2 separate regions of the Mus musculus genome follow, and region 2 is linked to region 1. A link is a contact called in public Hi-C data. All regions are on one chromosome and are shown on one strand. Each heading gives the region's core, a stretch centred on a gene start, on an enhancer-like site or on the middle of the called end of the contact. The rest is flanking DNA. Distances are from core to core; before and after follow the strand shown. Region 1 overlaps Tlk1 (tousled-like kinase 1). Region 2 overlaps Mettl8 (methyltransferase like 8).

Region 1 (4,922 bases), core at 2,351-4,850:
TACGTCAGTGTGTAATGGATCTGCTGTTAGACTCTATTTGTTTTGTTAATTTCTTCCTCCTTTTGTGCTGGTATCACACTGTCTTAATTTACCATATTTCTTGGCATTTAATAGTACAACTCCCCCAGCTTTGTACTGTCTTAATACTATCTTGGCAAGTCACCTAGAATCACCTGGCCTTGGATTTATAAGCACATTATCATGCTTGTATCTTTATTTTGGTATGTTTACCTTTACATTTTGATATAAATTTTGGATGTTTATTAATTTTTACCTTCTTCAAATACTGTAATGTTTAGCAGACACTGTGTGCGCTACCCTACAGGCAAACTTCTAGCTGTGCTAAGCCCTGGAGTGCTGAGACTTTCCACTTCTTCCTAAGTACTGCAGCTCTCATTCATTCAGGCATCTTCTGGATTTTTCTGCATTTTATAGCCCTTGGTGAAATTGTCAAGTCTTGTTGGGTTCATGCTGAAGTATCTTATAATTTTTGTGCTTTTTTACAGAATATCTTTTCAAAAATTTACCTTTCACTTGTTGATAAGTAAAAATATTATTAATTTTGGAATGAAGAGGTATGACCAAGTGTACCCTCATTTCTCAATTCTTTGTGATTTTTCTTCTGTAACAATCATGAGTATAATCTTTATTCCAATACGAGTGGCTGTGCTGAGTCATGTAACCAAGCAAGCTGTGTAAGCAAACATAATGGGTCATTCTCTATGTACTGGGAGGGCAACTTTTGAGCTCTGCTATTCATTTCAATGGCTCGTCACCACTATATTGACTATAATAGAGAGTTGACCTGCCTATCCTCTCAGGTGCTTGGATTACAGACATAAACCACAGCACCTGGCTTTAGGTATTCCTATTTAAGGTCAATTATTTGAATGTCAAGTCTTAGTACAGATTCCTTGGATAGTAAAACTAGCAATTTCAAAAAAAAAAAAAAGATAAAAAAAAACAGAAACTATCAATGTCTTCACAAATATTCTTAACTTTACCTTCTATGTCAGAATTAATATATATATATTTTTTCCATATGTTAACAGTACCCTGTGCCATGAAATGGTTTACTTAATACTTTTGGTCTTTGGTTTTAAAAATAAGATTGCAGCTAGGTCTTTAAAACATTTTATTAAATAACCATACTGTAACTAAATAGAGGTAATCTATAAGCTCTCTATATACAGAATATTTTGAAATAGTATGATAGTTTAAGTACATTATTGTTCCATAATTGATCTTAATAAAAATACACTTGGGTATATTGTAAAAAAAATTGCTTTTCCTAACCCCAATATAACACCTTTCTATAAGAGGCTTTTTAAAAATTACTTATTGTACTGGCTGATTTTGTGTGTCAACTTGACACAAGCTGGAGTTATCCCAGTGAAAGGAGTTTCAGTTGAGGAAATGCCTCCATGAGATCCAGTTGTAAGGCATTTTCTCAATTAGTGATCACGAGGAAAGGGCCCATTGTGGGTGCTGCCATCCCTGGGCTGGTAGTCTTGGGTTCTATAAGAAAGCAAGCTGAGCAAGCCAAGGGAAGCAAGTCAATAAAGAACATCCCTCCATCTGCATCAGCTCCTGCTTTCTGACCTGGTTGAGTTCCAGTCCTGACTTCCTTTGGTGATGAACAGCAATGTGGAAGTGTAAGGTGAATAAATCCTTTCCTCCCCAACTTGCTTCTTAGTCATGTTTGTGCAGGAATAGAAACCCTGACTAAGACACTTACATATTTTGTTTTTACTTAAAGTAACATATTTATGGGTACAACGCTGTAACTCAATACATGCCAGTTAAATCAGGGTAGTTATCACTTCCAGCTCTGATCACCTGTTCCAGCTCCTTTCTCATAGTTCCATACAAAGCACAGAACAGATGGCTGCAAGTCCTTCCCAGTCCATCCTTTACTCTTCCCTCTCCCCTTACTTTAGTATCTTACCTTGAGATATCTAAGTAGTTCTTTCCACAAAACACAGAGCGTGTAATACTTGTTCTTCTGCACCTGGCTTATTTCACCCAACAGTGTCCTCTAGTTCTGCCAGTTTTGACACAAATGGCAAATGTTTTTATCTTTTAAAATGGCGCCTGCCAGCTTATTGTATGTGCACCAAAATGTTCAGAAGAAAACATCAGTTTCTCTGACACTAGAGTTACAGGCAGCTGTGAGCCACCATTTGGGTACTGGGAATCCAACCCAGGTCCTCTGGAAAAGCAGCTAGTTCTCTTAACCACTGAGCCATCAACAGTCCTCTTTTTTTTTTAAGATTTATTTTCATTTTAAGTGGATGAGTGGTGAGTGCATATCTTTGTTTTGTACCAAGTGTGCAGTCCTCAAGGGAACCAGAAGATGGTGTCAGATCTTCTTGAACTAGAGTTATACAAGATTGTGAACTGCCATGCCCAAGTGCTAGGAACTGAACCTGGGTCCTCTGGTGGAGTAGCTAGGGTTCTTAACCACTGAGCAATCTCTCCAGCCCTGAGATTTCACATTTATCATTGAAAAGTACTTCTTTGTATTTTTTTTTATCTCTGATATACTGACTTCATTTCCCTTGGGTATATTCTAGAAGCAAGACAGCTATTTCATCCTATAGACTTAGTTTTTCTGAAGAATCTCCTCTGATTTACATAATGGCCACCCTAATTTGCATTCCCACAGGCAGTGACTAAGACTTTCTTTTTGTTCCCATCATGGCCTGCATGTTATTTCTGCTATTTTGGAATAGCCATTCTGATGAGGGTAAGATAATATCCCATCACAGTTCTGATTTGCATTTCCATGACAGCTACTGATGTGTAATTCTGTAAAGCTTTCACTGATAATCTCTGAGGAATCATAACTAGCAGGTACAATTTTTTAAGCCGAAACTACTAAAACTAAATTTTAAGAATTTGCTTCTTCATTTAAATGCCTCCACATTTTATGTCTTCTTGGATAGAAAGAGAGATCAAGGGGCTGGAGAGATGGCTCAGCGGTTAAGAGCACTGACTGCTCTTCTGAAGGTCCTGAGTTCAATTCCCAGCAACCACATGGTGGCTCACAACCATCCGTAGCAAGATCTGGCACCCTCTTCTGGAGTGTCTGAAGGCAGCTACAGTGTACTTACATATAATAAATAAATAAATAAATAAATGAATAAATAAATAAGAAAGAGAGATCAACTCCCAAAGTTATCCTCTGGCTTTCCCACAGGCATGCCACATAGCACAAGTATGCACACACTCACACTTAAGATTAAACAAATAGAAAATTACTTGTTAGGAGTCCTTATGTAGCTAATAAGCATAAATCAGACCATAAAATATTAAAGGCCATTCTATCCCATAAAATCCTATTGGGAATATCTGCAGGAGACAAGGGAACATCAAACTCTAACCCATCACCTATTTTAACAAAGTTTCGCTGGAATGTAACCAACTACACACTGAATGACAGTTGGTCTATGGCTATTTGAGTGCCATGTCAGAATGAAGTAAAGCACTGTGGCAGAATTCATATGACATTAACTACTTGGCCCTGTAAGAAGTTCTCCAAATGCAGCTACACAGACCCTATGAAAACTCAGGGGCAGAGGTGAAGAACTGAATGCAGTACTGTACTTCACCAATAGATGCCCCCATCTAACCATGCTAATCTAATATAAATTGACTCCCTAAAAAGCACTGTCTCAAATTTTTAATTCAAAACTTAAGTCTTATGATATCAAACACAATTAACCCTTCCTATCTTAGGTACTCAACCTCCACTGGGACTTTGAGTAGGCAAGCATCAGGTTATTTGTTTTGTGCTGCCTTACATTTTTGGTGTACTACAGACACTGTAAAGAGCCTTCTCATACACACTCCTGACCCATGCCTATAGCTAAAAACACAAGAGAAAACACAACCAAAAGCAATCAGCAACGAAGCCAATCAGCTCTTTCCCTAGAAACAGTCAGCCTCAACCTTTCCTAATGCTCAGACCCTTTACCACTGCTCCTCATGCTGTGGTCACCCCCAATCATAACATTATTTTCATGATTCCATAACTGTAATCTTGCTACTGTTATGGATCATAATGTGTGTGGGGTGGTGGGCTGTGCACAGACAACCTGGTCCCCAGTCTAGCAAAAGTCTGGAACCCCAGTGACCCAGTGGGGGGTGATTTCCACCTGCATGGGACAGCAGGTGTTCTGCCATGCCTCCTGGGTCCCTGGCTCCTATCAGTAGGTAGCTACAGCCTCCCCAGCCCCCCACAGAGAGGTATGTGGCCATCAGTCATGTAGGAGCCGCACCGAGCCCTCCCACATGCAAATAAGGTTTCCCCAAAGCTCTCAGACAAAACCAATGAGAAGTACCTGCTGCCAGACAGACCCTTACCCACCCCAAAACTGTATATAAGAATCCTATCCGGAAGGATTAAAGGCATGAGAGAACTACTTGGTCATCCAAGCCTTCTGTCCTAAGAGCTGTAACACTTAGGAAGAGGTCTGCTCTCCCGAAGCTCTGCCTGAAGCTCCGCCACACTCCTCACTGGCTAGTCAGCCTCTTGTCAGCCCAACCCAAACCGACTCAGTGCAGGGCTGCTCTGGCCGGGCCAGAGATCTCCTTGGAAAGCCTTTGGTACACAGGCCCACAAATGTGAATATTTTTGGAGACAGAGGTTTACCATGGGGTGATCCACAGATGGAGAGCTTAGGCTCTCAGAGAGACATAAGCATGGGGTGGAGGAGAAAGGTGTTGCTTCATGGGCTGGCTTCCCTTAAGACCACCACAATCAGAAGGGAAACAGTTCTGTTGGCCAAAGTTGCCCTGCCTTGTCCAAGTCTCATTTTCTCAGCCTCAGAACCATTCAGTGAATTGTCCCACGAGCTACAAAATCTTTTCCCTTCCATAAACAGCAAACTCGCCTCTTTTTTTTTCAAATAAAGTCC
Region 2 (4,879 bases), core at 1,170-3,669, 180 kb after region 1:
TCAACCTGTTCTCAAACTATGGGGTTACAATTTGTGCCCCAAATCAGGTCTGGCCATTGTCCTCAGTAAGTCAATTAAAAGAGGCAAACTTGCTAGGTAGGTGTGGTGGCACATGCCTTTGATATCATCACTGGAGAGGCAGAGGAAGGTCGATCTCTGAGTTCAAAGGCAGCTTGATCTACAAAACAAGTTCCAGGTCAGCCAGAGCTACAGAGTATGACACTGTCCCAAACCAACCCAAACAGCAAAGTCCCAAATTGAAGTGAAAAACAGTAAAGACTCACTTAGTGTGGTTGCACTGGAAGAGGGACAGAGACCCAGAGAAACTCCAAGTTGGCCTCAATCTTCAAGAATGAGATTAAATTTTAAATAGAGGGCCAAGGACTGGCACATCTAAGCAGTGTCATTGATGTGTGGGCCCACCATTGGGCCCTTGGCTGGACTTTAGTCTTGTCCTAGAGGTGGTCTGGAGTTGTTAGAACTGTGTGGAATCTCTCTCTGGGACACAAGTACCCCTCTGGCTGGTACCCTTTCTGTCTCCCAGCATGAGATTCCTGGGTGAAAGCTTTACTTCTTTGGGGTCCACTGTTTCAACAGTCTGACAGTGAGACTGAGAGACACCAGCATCTCTTTCGAATATCTTCAATTCTGAAGGGTTACAAACACACAACCCCAAACAGTCTAAGTGATTTTATTAAAAAGTCTCACACCTGGAAATCTGAACCCCCTGGAGGCCAGCACTGCAGGATCACTACCCTGTGCTGAGGCTACCCTGGCTATGAGTCAGATCTGAAGGCCAGGGCAGCAGGATCACTGCCCTGTGCTGAGGCTACCCTGGCTATGAGTCAGATCTGAAGGCCAGGGTTGCAGGATCTCTGCTCTGTGCTGAGGCTAGTCTGCACCATGAATCAGGTCTAAAGGCCAGGGTTGCAGGATCTCTGCTCTGTGCTGAGGCTAGCCGGGGCTGTGAGTTAGATTGTTTCAAACAAGCAAACAAATAAGGAGGGAAAAACTTTTGGATCTCTATTTTCCCAGACCACTGCTTTCAGAGGACTATGCATTTCTTCCCACTGATTTATTTCCTCATCTGTTCTTTCTGAGATCAGGGCTTACAGAGACCACACCTTGAGAGGGCTGCTTCTTCAGGTCTCTATTTAAACCTTCAGAACCCCAAAGACTGAACCTGGGGGGAGTCCCCTTGATCTCTCTGTCCATCTTTTCAATGTGTCCACACTGAATAAGTCTCCTTTTCTATTTTCTACTTTAGTCTGGCTCTTTTAATTGGCTTACTGAAGATGGGTAACCAGACCTGACTTGGGGCACAAGTTGTGAACCCAAACTTCGATAACATATAATGAAAGCATTCAGTAAACACTATATAATGGGGGACTTGTTTTAGGGACTCTGTTTTTTTACAATGGGCAATTAGCAAGCCAACATATTTTCTTTCTGAAGCAAGGGAAACAAATACATTTCGAGTGGTTAAGGAGGATTTTATTGAATAAATGCTTTAGTTTAGCAGTGATAAAATACCCTGACAGTGAGGCTGGCAAGATGGCTCAGGGGTTAAGACTGGCTGCTCTTCCAGAAGAAGACACCCAGTCCCCACATGACAGCTCTGTTGTATAGTGGTTTCCTTCCAGATTGAAACAGTCTAGCTCTCAAAGTTAAGACAAAAAGTAAATAACTCAGAATAGCTGCAGGAAGTCCCTAAAATTGACTAAATTCACTAGGCCCCTCCTTCCCCAGAATAAATAGTAAACACCACTTCCAGACAAGTCAAGATGCCAAGAAGCAGAGACCAGCCGAGCTACTGGAAGAGGCTTAGAACTGAGGCACCTGGAAAGGGCACTCTCCAATCAGCCTGCAGGCTGTGCAGTGGGCTCCTGGTTCCCAGTTTTTGTGAGCTGTCACCCATGCTGGGGTTGACTTTGGTGATGCAGCTGTCTTTGAGTCATTTCTACTCCTGTAAGCAACCCCTCATCCATATTCCTGTAAATGACCCTAATAAAACTCACTGGTTCACTAAATTGAACTTTAGTGGTATCCATCCTTTGTTCTGTCATGGACTCCCTACTGTGGGCGAGTAGACAAGTGTATATTGCCTCTTCTCAGGAAAAGTCTGTCATACAACAGGCTCACAAACACCTATAACTCAGGTAGGGATCCGATGCTCTCTGCAGGCAGAGATACCAATGGCCTCTGCAGGTACTAGGCATGTACGTGGTGCCCAGACATGCATTCAGGCAAACCCCATGCACATAAAAACAAAACAAAACAAAACAAAACAAAACAAAACTCCAACAAAAGCAACTTTTGGAAGAAAAGGTTTATTTTAGCTCACAACTCCAAGCTACAGTCCACCCAGTTACAGCAGGAAGTCAAGGAGGCAGGAGCTTGAAGCAGCTGGTTACACCCATGGTCAGGAGAAGAGCGAGCATGAATACTGGTGTGCCAGTGCTCAGCTCCCTTTTCCCACACTTACTTGGTTCAGGGTCCAACCTCCAGGGAATGGTACTGCCCACAGTAGACAAGTCTTCCCACATCAATTAATACAATCAAGACAATCTCACAGACAACTGACAATCTGAGACTCTTCCTGGGTGGTTCTAGAGTGTGTCAAGTTGACAATTAAAACTGGCCACCACAGCACAGACAGTGTCTCAAAGATGATCTGCATATCTAAGAATAGCCCGGAAGTGATGTTAACAAGGGTCACACTTCCCCATTTTTTGGAAAGAGAAACTAAGGTTGTATTTCAGACACTTGTGTGTGGTGGTGGTGGTGGTGGTGGTTGGTGAGTTTTGAGAGAAAATAGATAAGAACAGAACAAAACACAGTAACCCTTCATCCTGAGTTCCCCCAAGAACAAGGCACACTATGCCGCTGCTACTGGCTGACAGCAGAGGGCAGTTTGACTGCTTTACCATACTCAACAATAAAGTAGATCATTTTTCCACTTCTAAAACATGGACGGGTTACATTTCTCAAAACTATACGCTTCTTAATTCAAAGTCATACAATTCAAGGGAACATGGTTAGATGAAACAAAACCAAACATACATTTCAAGTTCTGGAAACCCAGAGGGTGGGAGACTCTTTCAAGTCACATCCTTGTTCTTAAAATGTCCTGAGAGCACTGACAGCAGACCAGCAGAGCTGCGGATGCTCTTCTGCTCATCTCTGGAAGAGAAGTCTTTGAACAGTATCAGGCCCTGGGTTCATACTTTAACATGACACATAGTTCGGTCCTGAGAATGCAGTGAATGCTAATTTCCACTCTGTGGAGTCCAGGGCGATGGTTTCTGGAATTTTCCTTGAATCCACACTCGGTGCATCTGCACTTGCTTTTTCCTGTTCACTTGCAAGCGATGATCAACCAGATTTTGCTTTTCGTGTAATCCAGCCTCGCAGAACATACGGCGGATTTCCCCTTTGAGACAAGAGTGGCAGTCAACGATATAGCATGTGGTGGGGGGGAGAGGGGTGAGACCCAATGGAACACCATGGAGGACTGCTCATCCGATTCTCTTATACCAAGAAGCAGAGAGCTGGGTGAAGGAAACCCACAACACCAGGTGGGGCCTCTTCATTCCCACATACACTGCGAGTACAGACAGGCTGACGGACGGACGGGTCAGCCTGATCAGGGTAAGTTACTGTGAGCCGAGCTGTGGCTACAGCTTTCCATACTTTGACATGTGCCTCCTTTCTGAGCCTTTGCTTAAAATCATCCAAGATCACATATTATAAAAGGCTCTATTAACTTTGGAGAAATCCCTGAACGCACGGTTCACCTGGTGCTGTCAAAAGTATTTACTAAAGACAAGAAATTGACTACTGAGATCGAATTTTCTATAGACCTTTAAAAATAAAATTCTTTCCTCTGGCTGTGGCATCTTATCAGTTTCTTTCATATTCAGGCTAACACTAACTCCCAAATTACACCCTGTACCTTCGCTCCAGGGTAAGAGCGAAACAACCGACTCTTTAAAGGCAGTTTTAACTGGAAAAATATTGAAGGGCAAAAGGCCATTGCATGCTTCTGTGTGGCACTATTGTGAGTACCGGGGCATGAAGACTTGTGTTAATCAGCACTGTGGCCTCGTGCTCACAGCTCCTGAGTGTGTCCCTGTGAGCAGACGCTTGAGGAGGGTTTTCACAGCTCACCGCCTACCCTAGGCGAGACTGATCAGCATACCTTTTGTAAAGAAATAAGCTCTGGTACCATCTCCTCGGACATAAAAATTTTCAGATAAACAACGCCCTAAAATATGACAAAAGAGAAGAACTTAATATCCCATTAAAAGACAATATAAACCCAAACAATTTGACATGATTTTGGTTTTTTGTTTTTGTTTTTGTTTTGTTTTGTTTTTCAAGACAAGGCTTCTCTATGTAGCCTTGGTTATCCTGGAACTCTCTCTGTAGACCAGGCTAGCCTTGAACTCAGAGATCCACTTGCCTCTGTCTTCTTAGTGCTGAGATTTAAAGGTGTGTACCACCTGGCATACTATTACCTTGTAAGCAATTTTAAAATTATGTATATTTAAAATTGTGTATTATATATTAATATTAAATAATAATTATATTAATTATTTTAAATAATGTATATATGTGTCTTATGTAGGTATATGCACATATGTGTGGGTGTCTGAGGAGGACAGAAGAGGGTATTAGAGCTCCTGCAGCTGGAGCTATAGGTGCTTGTGAGCTACCTGATGTGGGTGCTGGGAACCAACCCCCTTCTTCAGTAGCAGCACACACTCTGAGCCTCTGAGCCACCTCTCCGGCTTCTATTACCTTTCTTAAAACGAAGCTGAGCATTATCGTATCTTCCATGATCCCGAAACAATAGCATTCCTCCGGGCTTCAGCAA

What was found. A called contact is a pair of places that touch in the nucleus more often than the background predicts.
Region 2: a Hi-C map of CD8 T cells shows a contact between it and region 1, with 2.0 times the contacts expected there. The contact joins two enhancer-like sites. A contact is called at or near these places in 1 of 15 datasets of contacts at CTCF or cohesin (large pre-B cells), 10 of 484 Hi-C or Micro-C datasets (B cells, CD8 T cells, the G1E-ER4 cell line and 6 more), 5 of 115 datasets of contacts at active chromatin or transcription factors (astrocytes, bone marrow-derived dendritic cells, bone marrow-derived macrophages and 2 more) and 4 of 9 other capture datasets (adipose tissue, embryonic stem cells, liver and 1 more).

What each region holds. Positions count from the first base shown.
Region 1 is chr2:70,776,226-70,781,147 of GRCm38.p6, forward strand. All of the region lies in intron 2 of Tlk1 (tousled-like kinase 1), which reads right to left. Among named protein-coding and RNA genes, the nearest start is that of Tlk1, 47 kb to the right of the region's middle. Within about 2 kb of position 3,601, at least 48 of the 459 cell types and tissues checked have an H3K27ac peak or open chromatin away from gene starts, as enhancers often do. A contact at or near this core is called in CD8 T cells, where this site is marked.
Region 2 is chr2:70,962,247-70,967,125 of GRCm38.p6, forward strand. It overlaps Mettl8 (methyltransferase like 8), which reads right to left. Exons shown (of 10, transcript NM_145524.3): 8 at 4,804-4,879; 9 at 4,202-4,267; 10 at 2,315-3,433. The coding sequence ends at 3,270. Among named protein-coding and RNA genes, the nearest start is that of Gm39843, 42 kb to the left of the region's middle. Within about 2 kb of position 2,420, at least 96 of the 459 cell types and tissues checked have an H3K27ac peak or open chromatin away from gene starts, as enhancers often do. A contact at or near this core is called in CD8 T cells, where this site is marked.